Regions from separate parts of the Mus musculus genome. Here regions 2 and 3 are each linked to region 1. The links are chromatin contacts, called in public Hi-C and promoter capture Hi-C maps. All regions are on one chromosome and are shown on one strand. The core of a region is the stretch at or near the end of the contact, and the rest is flanking DNA. Distances in the headings are between cores, read along the strand shown.

The links. Promoter capture Hi-C pulls out the DNA fragments that hold promoters and counts their contacts. A called contact is a pair of places that touch in the nucleus more often than the background predicts.
Region 2: a contact with region 1 is called in a promoter capture Hi-C map of hippocampal neurons, with 3 times the contacts expected there. The contact joins two enhancer-like sites. A contact is called at or near these places in 1 of 39 promoter capture datasets (hippocampal neurons), 1 of 15 datasets of contacts at CTCF or cohesin (pro-B cells), 23 of 484 Hi-C or Micro-C datasets (the Ba/F3 cell line, the G1E-ER4 cell line, adipose-derived mesenchymal stem cells and 11 more) and 1 of 115 datasets of contacts at active chromatin or transcription factors (astrocytes).
Region 3: a contact with region 1 is called in a Hi-C map of neural progenitor cells, with 4 times the contacts expected there. The contact joins two enhancer-like sites. A contact is called at or near these places in 9 of 484 Hi-C or Micro-C datasets (cardiomyocytes, cerebellar granule neurons, cerebellum and 5 more) and 1 of 115 datasets of contacts at active chromatin or transcription factors (astrocytes).

Annotation. Positions count from the first base shown.
Region 1 is chr9:94,609,750-94,613,578 of GRCm38.p6, reverse strand. No RefSeq gene overlaps it. Among named protein-coding and RNA genes, the nearest start is that of Gm39404, 27 kb to the right of the region's middle. Within about 2 kb of position 2,493, at least 29 of the 459 cell types and tissues checked have an H3K27ac peak or open chromatin away from gene starts, as enhancers often do. A contact at or near this core is called in hippocampal neurons and neural progenitor cells, where this site is marked.
Region 2 is chr9:92,898,161-92,901,547 of GRCm38.p6, reverse strand. No RefSeq gene overlaps it. Among named protein-coding and RNA genes, the nearest start is that of 1700034K08Rik, 110 kb to the left of the region's middle. Within about 2 kb of position 1,662, at least 7 of the 459 cell types and tissues checked have an H3K27ac peak or open chromatin away from gene starts, as enhancers often do. A contact at or near this core is called in hippocampal neurons, where this site is marked.
Region 3 is chr9:92,611,010-92,614,854 of GRCm38.p6, reverse strand. It overlaps the pseudogene Gm2495. Among named protein-coding and RNA genes, the nearest start is that of B430319G15Rik, 70 kb to the right of the region's middle. Within about 2 kb of position 1,479, at least 35 of the 459 cell types and tissues checked have an H3K27ac peak or open chromatin away from gene starts, as enhancers often do. A contact at or near this core is called in neural progenitor cells, where this site is marked.

The DNA.
Region 1 (3,829 bases), core at 1,244-3,743:
TTTATGTTATACTATTTTATTTTATTTTATTTCATCTTGAGATAGGGTCTAATGTAGCTCAATATGGCCATTTAGGTGAGGATGACCCTAACTCCCAATTCTCCTTCATAAATACTGGGATTACTGGAATGTATCACCACGCCCAGCTTCTTTCATAGACTTTAATATGTGTTTTCCAACTGCTTCAGCTACTTTTCTATTGCTGTGATCCAACACCATGACAAATGCAACTTTAAAAAGAAAGTATTTAATTTGGCTTAAGGTTTCGGAGAATTAGAGTCTATGGCAGTGGAACAAAGGAACAACTGAGAGCTACTGTCTTGAATGACAACAATAACAAGGATGGGGTAGATCATGCGTTCTGGTACCGGTGGGAGTCCTTTTGATATCTCAAAGTCCCCAGTGACATACTTTCTCCAACCACGTCACACCTCATAATCCTTCCCAAGCAGCCCCGCCAACCTTGGACCACATATTCCAATATATGAGCCTATAAAATATAGGCAATATAGCCTATAAAATATAGGGCCATTCTTATTCAAACCACCACCTAGCCAACTAATGCTTAGTGTGTGTGTGTGTGTGTGTGTGTGTGTGTGTGAGCATTAAACAGGCAGAGTTGGAACCTTGGTGTACTATCCAACAGAAGCCTTGCCTTGTTTGAAGTGAAGGTTAGGCATCAAGAACCTTTGCACTGGTTTTTGTTTATGAGCTTGAAGAAAGAGGAGTAGTGATTGATGGGTGTTCACGCTCCTGAGAGGGATCCTGAAGGGGGATGGATGACCTATAATTCTGGTGGTCACAGTGGGCAGAACCTCGGGGCTAAAACCATGTTTGCCTTCCTCTTTATTCTTGCTGTCAACTGGTTTACTCAACCTCTAAAGACCAAAGATCAAGGTCATCTCTAGCTATGTAGTAAGTATAAGGTCATCCCCTTAGAATGCTATCAACTAAAATGTACTGCCCAGGTGAAACAGACATCACTTACAAATTAAACGATGTTTGTACTGGCTAGTTTTGTGTCAACTTGACACAGCTGGAGTTATCACAGAGAAAGGAGCTTCAGTTGAGGAAATGTCTCCATGAGATCCAGCTGTAAGGCATTTTCTCAGTTAAAGGGGAAAGGCCCCTTGTGGGTGGGACCACCTCTGGGCTGGTAGTCTTGGGTTCTATAAGAGAGCAGGCTGAGCAAGCCAGGGAAGGCAAGCCAGTAAAGAACATCCCTCCATGGCCTCTGCATCAGCTCCTGCTTTCTGACCTGCTTGAGTTCCAGTCCTGACTTCTTTTGGTGATGAACAGCAGTATGGAAGTGTAAGCCGAATAAACCCTTTCCTCCTCAACTTGCTTCTTGGTCATGATGTTTGTGCAGGAATAGAAACCCTGACTAAGACAATGTTAAAGTTGGAAAGCGGACTGACTGACTCTATTGCCTCCCTTTGGATCCCTTTCCTCCTAGCCAGACTGCCTTCTCTGGCCTCGGTGGGAGAAGAAGTGCTTAGTCCTATTGTGACTTCATGAGCCAGGAAGGATTGGTACCCATGGGGACTTTTCCTTCACAAAGGAGAAGTGGAGTTGTGGTAATGGTGAGAAGGAGGTGTGAAGGTGTAGAACTGGGAGGAAAGGAGGGAGATAGGGTTGCAATAGTGATGTAAAGTTAATAATTAATAAATTAGTAAATTAAGGGGAAAAGAAATAAAAAAACAAATGTTCTGTTAAAATTCCTAAAACCATACTTCTGCAAGTACCCGGACTGCTGGTTTGATTTCTGTACTTTCATCTCAAGCTTTTGTTATTCTTTTGCTTTGCTTCTTTATGATATCCACCATTATGTATCTCCTTTTCTGCTTCCATTTTTCAGTCTTTATTCTGTTATGTTTGAAGCATCATTTAATTCTAGAAAACAATTAAACATCTTACTGGCCCCTTTTGATTTCATATATATATCATATATATGTATTCCATATATATATGATTATATATATATATATATAGTCCCTTCACTAAAAGTTAATATTGGGCCATAAAAACTTCAATCCTGATTGATAATAGAACACAGAAAATATTAAGTGAAAATGCTTTATTCCAAGTGACATTGCCACTTACTCTTTAAGAGTATTAAAGAATTACCTTAATTCCCTCATGGTGGAAAAAAAGGCCATTAAGCTTCTGTAATGAAGGAAATATATATTTATAATGGAGCAAATGGCACTGTGCCTTTGTCTGAAGCAATCTCGATGTCCAATAAAGAAAAGCCATATTCAAATGTGGTGCCTCTGAACACCAGATATTATAAGAATTCCTAGTCAGCAGGATGTCTTGCCAAAAGCACTCCACAAATTGATTTAGGCTGTCTCACTAAATTGTGGCTCATTCAAAATCTTCCTCCAGTATGAAAATCAGCACCTGGTCAATTCCAGTCCAGACCTTGGCATCCAGTCATGTCTCCCCCGGGGTTCTGCATTGCATGCAGAGCATGCGCACTGCTTCTGGGAGCATGCCCACTGCTGGGGCTCATGTGCTCCCTCCTGCCTCCCGCTTTCCTGTGTGAGCCATAGCTTCACCCTCTGTTTGGTTACTGTTTTCTTTCTCCATTGCTTGTTCAGTTTCTATATAATCATTCCTTTTTGCTCTGACCCTTTATTTCTGCCTCCACCTATTTTTTCCCTGGGTAACCCTCTTTGATACCAATTGACAGTCTAAGTTTGTTTTTTTTTTTTTTTTTTACTTTCCAGAGGTTTCTGTTGCCATAGTGATGTTTCATGATTATCATGCCCATGACAACTTCCCGTGGCACTCTGGTTGCTATAACAATACCAATCAGTAGAGAAATCTGTGGGAACTTGTGACAAAGATGCTAGTTCACACCTCTGTGAGAGGCAGTTTGCTGGGAGACGCTTCATATTTAATAGTTGTTCATAGCACACACACACACACAAAAGAGAGTGCACAAATAAGGGCAACTCATTTTTCCTGGATTAAAACATTATGATACTAAGGCTTGTGTTTCACATCTTGAAAAGAATTCCTCCCTTTGTCTAGGCTTTTGTCTGGTCTTTCTTCCTACTTAAAAATCTTTGATAGAAATATAATCTATAATTTAAGAAAGAGAGCTGTTATAGGTATAACTCATCTCCAAATTTATATATCAAAATCCCAAACCGAAACATGACTGGCTGCTTCTGGAAATAATGTTTTTGAAGTGTAGTTACAGTGAATGAGCTTGTGAGTGTGAGGCCCTAATCTTATAGGATTAGTGTCCTTATAAGAGGGCATAGCAAGAAGAGGGGGAGCAACGGGAGCAGAGATCAAGGGAGGGTTCTGAAAGGAGGGGACAATTTAAAGTACATTATACACATCTGTTAAAACTGCAGAGCAAAACTTATTATTTTGTATAATTAATCTATATGCCAATAAAAACATTTTAAGATGACAGAGCAAGAAGGTAAGTCAGGAGGAAGAATGCTTTCACCAGGAATCGCACCATTTGGCACCTTAATCATATACTTCCGTTCCTCCAGAGCTGCAAGAAAATTAACTTGCCTCATTTAAGCCGCTTGGACTGTGGTGTTTGTTATAATAGCACAAGGCGATTACCATAAATCTCAATACTACTTAACATTCATAACTTCTGCTAGATCCTTTTGATTTTAAAGATGTAAATTTCTAGAGATATAGCCAAATAAAAACCACAGTATTACACTTGTACGTTGTTTGTCTCTGAATGCTAGATAGACCAGGAGGGACAGTGTGATACCACATATTACATGGTGTGAGTTGTTGTTACAGCTTGCTTAGTCTAGAGAGACTATTAAGTAATACCTTTAGTATA
Region 2 (3,387 bases), core at 413-2,912, 1.7 Mb after region 1:
CCTGGCCTTAGCTCTCTGGAAACAAAGATGATTTCATGACCCCTTTAACCTTGTATCCTCCATGACATTAAAGCCAGCACCATAAGTTGACAACTGCCAAGTTTTCCTGCCTACTTGGGATGGAACTTGGTCCTCTTGACACACATTTGCAGAACATTTATTTCTTGTTTCTTTCTAGGGACAGAAAATTCTTTAGACCTTTTCTCTTAGAAAGTTGGAACCTTAGCTAGGTGGAGTCTTTCCCTGTGGGTGCTCTTCTTTTCACTCCAATGGAGATCAGACTTCTCCTTAATTTTGCTTTCTCTCAGCACAGTCCTCGGATATGAAATTAAGTTTTCACTGTGCTTTTTCTCTTCAAATTGTAGTTTTGTATTTATTTTTGGCCCACTTGTTCTTTTTCATTGTAGATCTGCAGACAGTGATTACTAGTAATTCTGTGATAAAGTCTATAATAGGCTATTTTGAAATATCCTCAAGCAAAGAATTTAGCTGATTACTTTTTAAGTTTTCCTGAGGCAAACTCAAGACTAGAGCAGAAAGAAGCTACATTGTTTGTCAAATTATCTTAGGAATGGTCTCTATCACAGTGGCTAATATTATTCTTCTGTGAAAGTTCTTGAGTATGCATAGTTCTCATCACTACTTTTTTCCAAGATCCTAATAGGAAAGCCCATGAAATTCTGCTTACAGTGTTCAACAGTCTTTCTTCATAAATATATATAAAAATGGTCTAATTCTTACTTCAGCATGATCAACAAATTTTCAGGACGCATTATTGGATCACAATGTCTAGAAATCAGATTTCCGAGGACAGTGTTTCTTCTCCTTCTCTGTGCCATCTTACCAACAAGTCTAGGGAAAACCTTGAGTCCTGAAACTGCCCATAATTTTACTGAATAAGCTTCCCACTTTAATTTGGACATTGGGCCTTTCTGTGCAGGTGGAGTTTTTGCCAACATTTTAGGTAAGATGTATATTCTGATTTTTCAGATGTATGCCTTTTTATGTGGGGTGAACATTTCTGAACTAATCAACTGGAAAACACTACATAAGTTGATTATCAGCTTAATGATATTGTTTTCTCTCTTCTTTGTTTGAAGAGATATCCACTAATCTCAGCATATCAAGATTCATAAATACAAATAAGATATCTACATTTTGAGAAATTATTTATTTTCTAAAGTATTTTCCTAAAATATTTATCATTTCTTGAGTTCATATTTTTCAAGGGAATAGTCTGCTTTCTCATTTTAAAATTATAGATTATTTTAAAGTCATAAAAGAGTGGGGGGTTGTTGCTTATTTTTTATTCTCAGTCTTATAGGATTACTTATATTTTCTTATCCTGCCTTATACTCAGAATTTCTATCAAGAAATATTTCTGCTCAAGTATATTTTATATATTTTAAGAAATAAAAAGACAACACAATGTTTTATGCACAGTCTAAATTCTCATCAGCAGTTGACATAGTGACAACAAGAAGGAGGGAAAGGGTGTGAGCAGAAGGTCTTTGTGACCTTACAGAGGTTTTTATCTTCCCTCCGGTCAATAGGGATAGCGCATCAAATAACACATTAGCATATAAAGCCATCTGCTTAGTATACAGTGCTGATGTGAGTTTTGATTTATGTAATCTGTTGGCCGTTTTCCTAGAATTTTCACAGTAGATAGAAATAGACTTTGTTTTCACATTGTCACTTCATGCTTAGCTCAAACAGCTAGGCGCAGTATTATATAAGCAGAATTTTAAAAAGTTTCAGGAAATTTAATGTCAATTACAAATGTGAAGGAATAGATCAACTTTAACAACAGATACATCAGAGCAAATGGTATATTCAGGTTTCCCAATTTTTTTTAGCCAGAGTGATTTGAATTTTTTGATTATTAATTTAATTTTAAATCCATTTCACGAGATATTTTTCAATAATATACCATTTATCACATCAAGTCTAGTATTTTATTTGAAATTTTACCCACCTCACTAACAGTTGATTGTGTACATCACACATTACTTTGAATAAATTTCATACACAAATCTCTTAAGTATTCTAACACCTGTATAAATGTTTATTTTTTAATTTTCACACATGGAGCTGCAAGATAACCATGGACTTATTTTAATATGCACTACCATGGATAGGAATTTAAGCTTTTATAGGAAACCCATGACATATAAAATTGAAATAAAAATTTAAAACAATAAAAATAAAAATAATGTATCTTTCTATGACTGATATGAGGAAGCTTATAATCTCCTTGCTCTGTTGATCATCCTCTGTTTATATTTCACTTATTCAATATTTTCTTTCTTCATCTTTTAGGCAAGTACTCGTTTTTCTAACATATGTTGCTGATTTTTATGGGTGTGCTTTTCATTTTCTTGAATAATTTTAAACCATAATTTTCAGTCTTTCTTACTTTTTAAAAATATGAGAATTGAGGCTGAAAGAGAGAAATGGCCTTCCAAAGGTCACACAGCCTGATTCTTCACACCTGGGATTCAAAATACCATGTTTCCCACAGGAAACCTTTCTGGTTCTATTGATTCACATTATTCAAACAACAAACTTCCCACCAAGTGCCTTTCTATTTGATACACACCACTCATGGCCATCAATTCACACTATGATAATCCAGTACTTTATGGAAAAAATAGAGAAATTTTACTGTGCTTAATTTGTGGTGTATTTTGGAAACAAGATTTATATTGGGTGTACAGCATTGAGAAATGGGACACTTCTACTTTTACTTAGATGTTTACTCATTGTAATTCTGAGAACTCCCCAAAAAAAAGAAAAATAAAAACTTTGGGAATAGAAAAGTCTCAGTTTCCTATGGGAGCTGATAAAGCTCCCCAGAAGCACCTACTGACAATGGGCTGTTAGCTACTAATGGCTCTGACAAAGGGAGGAGAAGCCCAGAGCTGAAACAGTTCCTGAAGTTTCCTCAAGACCTCACCAAATATAGTAAAACTAACATAGCAGCAAATCAGAAACCAATCCATGAAACCTTCACAGCACCCGCCAATGAAGTTTTAGATTACCTAAGCTTTGCTAAAAAAAAATTCCCCAGTTTCCTATAAAAGACTTGTGCCCCGTTGTCCAGGGTTGCCATTTTTGTTAAGTAGCTGATACCTACATGCAGGCTTCTTGCTTTGGGGAAATAAAAACACTCTTGCCTATTGCATACGTGAGTGGTGGTCTTTGTGTCTTGCTTTTGGACCTAACAATCCAAAAAACTTTCAAGTAATGGTAATGTTTATTTTATAAAATATAATTAATCCAAGTTTGTAAAATCGGTAACTGTATTTTCTGGAAAGGAAGCTAACTTTCAAAGGCGAAGGCTATGGTAACACACTGTAGAACTCTGTCATTTCACTATCAGAA
Region 3 (3,845 bases), core at 230-2,729, 2.0 Mb after region 1:
CTAAAAAAGGTACGATCACAACATTTTTATACTTCATGTGCATTACGTTTGAATCATCAAAAGTTAAAAAAAAACACACAATTGGTAAGTCAGTGACTATCCATTTATATCTTTTCTCTTCCCATTGGCTGGTATGGTGCCATATTTTTCTGTTGCTGTGGTAAAACATGATGAAGGCAACTTAGAGAGGAAAAGGTTTATTTGGGGTTTAGGGTTCTAGAGGGCTAAGAGTCCATCAGCCTCAAGAGTGGTGAAGCGTGGTAGCAGGAAGACAAGGGAGGCAGGAACAGCTGAGAGCTCTCATCTGAAACTGCAGGCAGCAAGCAGAGTGTGGTGGAGGGGGGAGAAAGGGCAGGAGGAAGGGAGGAAGAGAGAAACAGAAACAGAGAGACAGAGATAGAGATAGAGAAATTGACAGAACAAACTGGGAGGATTTTGAACTCTCAAAGCCTGACTCAGTGAGGCATTTACTTATTTCCAAGGGTGACTCTAGGATCAGACCTCTCAGTGTACCTGGCTTAGAGGCTAACCCAAATGCATGCCTGTCTTGGAGTGATCTACAGAGTCACATAAACCCACCTGTGACAGGGCAGGGAATCCGGAAGCACATTAGGACTCAAGAGTACCTGTACCTGTCACAAAGGTGAACTATCAGCCATCATCCAGGCCACAAGCATCTGAGAGCCATCACCTATGTCACAGAGACAAGCGTGTATTTTTAAATTGTTGTGTCCTCATTTTAGACCACAAAGAGATTAACAATGGACTAAATTTTTACAAAATGTATTGCAAACACTCTTATCCAAAAAACATTACCAAGACAAACATCCCAAATTAGTAGAGGAAGGCTATTTAACCAGCAAAAGACTACCTATGTGTTCATGTCAATTTTCCACCATACCTGGTAGGTAATAAAATCAGATTATTCCCTCAGCAGTGGTAACCCATGTCTTTAAACCCAGTACTCAGAAGGCAGAGGCAAGCCGAATTCGAAGCCAGCCTTGTTTACATAGCTAGATTCAAAACAGTCAAAACTACAGAGAGACCCTGTCTCAACACACACACCCACACACAAATAAAAATAATCATATTTCCTGAGCCCTGCCTACTCTATGATCATCATTTCTTTACCCTTGAATTCACTGCAAGTTCCTTTTACACATGACCAACTTACTATAGCAACTGTACAGTTAAAAATAACATGTTCATACTTTTACAAAAATTACTATTTTCTAAGTTTGTATGATCCACTAATCTCTACCTTTCAGCTAAAAAGAGTTACTAAGTTCTAGCCTTTTTTTTTTCCTTTTTCTTTCGACATTACTCGAGTTTTAACTCTCCTAAACAGTACTTATCCCATTTCGCAGGCCAGTCTGAAAAGATGTTGAAACGATGTTTGGTCAAATCAGCCAGCCAAATGGAATGAGCAAAACCATCAGTAACCAGGGTAACCGTGTGACTCCAGTAAACACGTCAAGGCCACTCGCAGCCTCCACATCTGAATCCACTCTCTTCACTGGTTGCTATTTTAGGACTATATCTTACTTCAGAGTTAGATGATTAAATGGGAGCTTTTTAGATAGTTTTTGAAATACATATAATACTTTCTTTTTAACACCAATTCATTCGATTTAAAAATGCCTATTGGAAGTCTACCACATGCCGCCCTATGAGAAAAATCACTCATAAACTGAATAATGAAAGCAGAGACACTGAGTTCTTGATAGAGACTTAATGCATCACTCTCTCCAACTTGGACAATATGTGCACAGCTCTATTCAGGGACAGACTCAACACCTTCATCTCATATGTAGTGAAAAATCCGGCGTCAGTTCCTTGTGGCGGGGACCCTGATAGACAAGGGCTTGAGGAGCAACCTGCCTACGTTTTATTATGACTACTGTGGTATGTATCTTACCCACGATTCTCTGTCTGTGAGGAAGACACACCGCAGTGGTCGGAAACAAGAATGTGAAAGACTATTCCCAGAAATGGATGGAAGAGCTTGCCAGAGCTGACGAAACAACGGCTGCATTTCAACAAGGAAATTCCCTCCGGGCTCCATTCTCTGCTCCTTCGCCTGCTGGGACCATGATCCCACCTCCCTCCAGTCTCCCAGGTCCTCCTCCGCCTGACAGTATGCCTGCACCCCACATGGGAGGCCCGCCCATGATGCCAGTGATGGGCTCTCCCTCCGCCTGGGATGATGTCCGTGGGACCAGCTCCTGGGATGAGACCGCCCATGGGAGGCCACATGCCCATGATGCTCAGGCCGCCGATGATGAGACCTCCCGCCTGCCCTATGATGGTAGCCACATGGCCTGGCATGATCCCGCCAGCCAGATAAGAGCAGAAGCGCTTTTTATCATTTTGTGTTTCTTGCTCTGTTTCACCAGAAGATCTTGGTGCTGAGCCTGAATGTTTAGTAGATGCACGACAATGAACCTTGTCTCTTAACTTGTGACTTGGCTGGGTGGGTGCTCAGCTTTGCCGCCAGAGCTTCTACGGACCACTGCACCTGGAGTCTGGAGAGATTTCCCTGAGAGTCACTGAGCAAAGAAAAAAAGCTGTGATTAATTCTGAAAGCTATACAACCACTTTAGGATGGATTTCTTCCCTGTCTAGAGTGTCCACATGGATTTGATTTGGGGGGTGAAGGGCCCATATCATTCCTCATCTAGGACCAGCTCTGGATGATCACTGCCACAGCATCCAATCCTCACAATAACACGTATTTCCCATTCCTTGTCCTTGAGGTTCAGAGATGAGTGTAGAGATAGCAGCTTAAAGCAGTGGTCCTCAACCTGCGGGTCATGGCCCCTTTGTGGTCCAAAGACCCTTTCACAGGGGTCACCTTAAGACTACCAGGAAACAAAAATATTTGTATCATATGATTCACAACAGTATCAAAATTACAGCTATGAAGTAGCAGCAAAAATAATTTTATAGTTGTGGATAACCGGCACGTGAGGAACCATATTAAAGGGTCACAGAGTTAGGAAGGTTGAGAACCAGTGCTGTAGAGTGAGTTGGGTCCCTTTAGTTTGGTTAAATAGCCAAGGCACAAGGAAAGGGTGGTTGTGAACAGGTGAACACGAAAAGCAGACATAGCCGAGAACTATTTTGACAACCACTCTCCATTTATAAAAACATCATTAATGTCAAAAATGCACATTGTAACTTTCAGTGTTTCAATCACACAGTTTCTATTTTTTTTAACCACAGTAATGTGTCCTTAATGTTCCAGCCATCAGCCTTGTAATGAGCACTCACAATTACTATTTCACAATTACTATTTCTTTCTTTTTCATATACAGTAATTGAAAAGATTTCTTCTTTGTAGACTCCTCGAGACCTGTTCCTGTGGTGGTATAGCTATAACTTGTCTACTCCAAAATGTATCAAATGTACCTGCGTCTGACATCTTCTATACAAGTTTTATTAGTAACACACGCTAGCAGTTACTAGCATTACTAGGTGAGACAAACTTAAATGAGAAGCCTACAATAGAGGTTAGAATTGAGGACAATCCATTTCATTAGCATTAACTGGAGGCATGCCCATTCTCTGAGAATGAGGTGCTGCGATTACTCCTTTTGAAACACTGATACAGAGCACAGCAAATCATTTAAAAAGAACCTTTGAAAAATCATCTCTTCAATCTTCATTAGTACTAGCTCTAAAGAAAAAAAAACGCTTAGGAATAACTAAAGGGAAATTCAAGTTTTTGGATTCTCATGTTTAGATTAGACTATCATCCGTGGATTCTAGCCACAAGGTGGAGCTGTGATGTCATAGTTTGCAAACACAAACCATGTAAATCCAGATGAGAAGGCTTTAGTAAA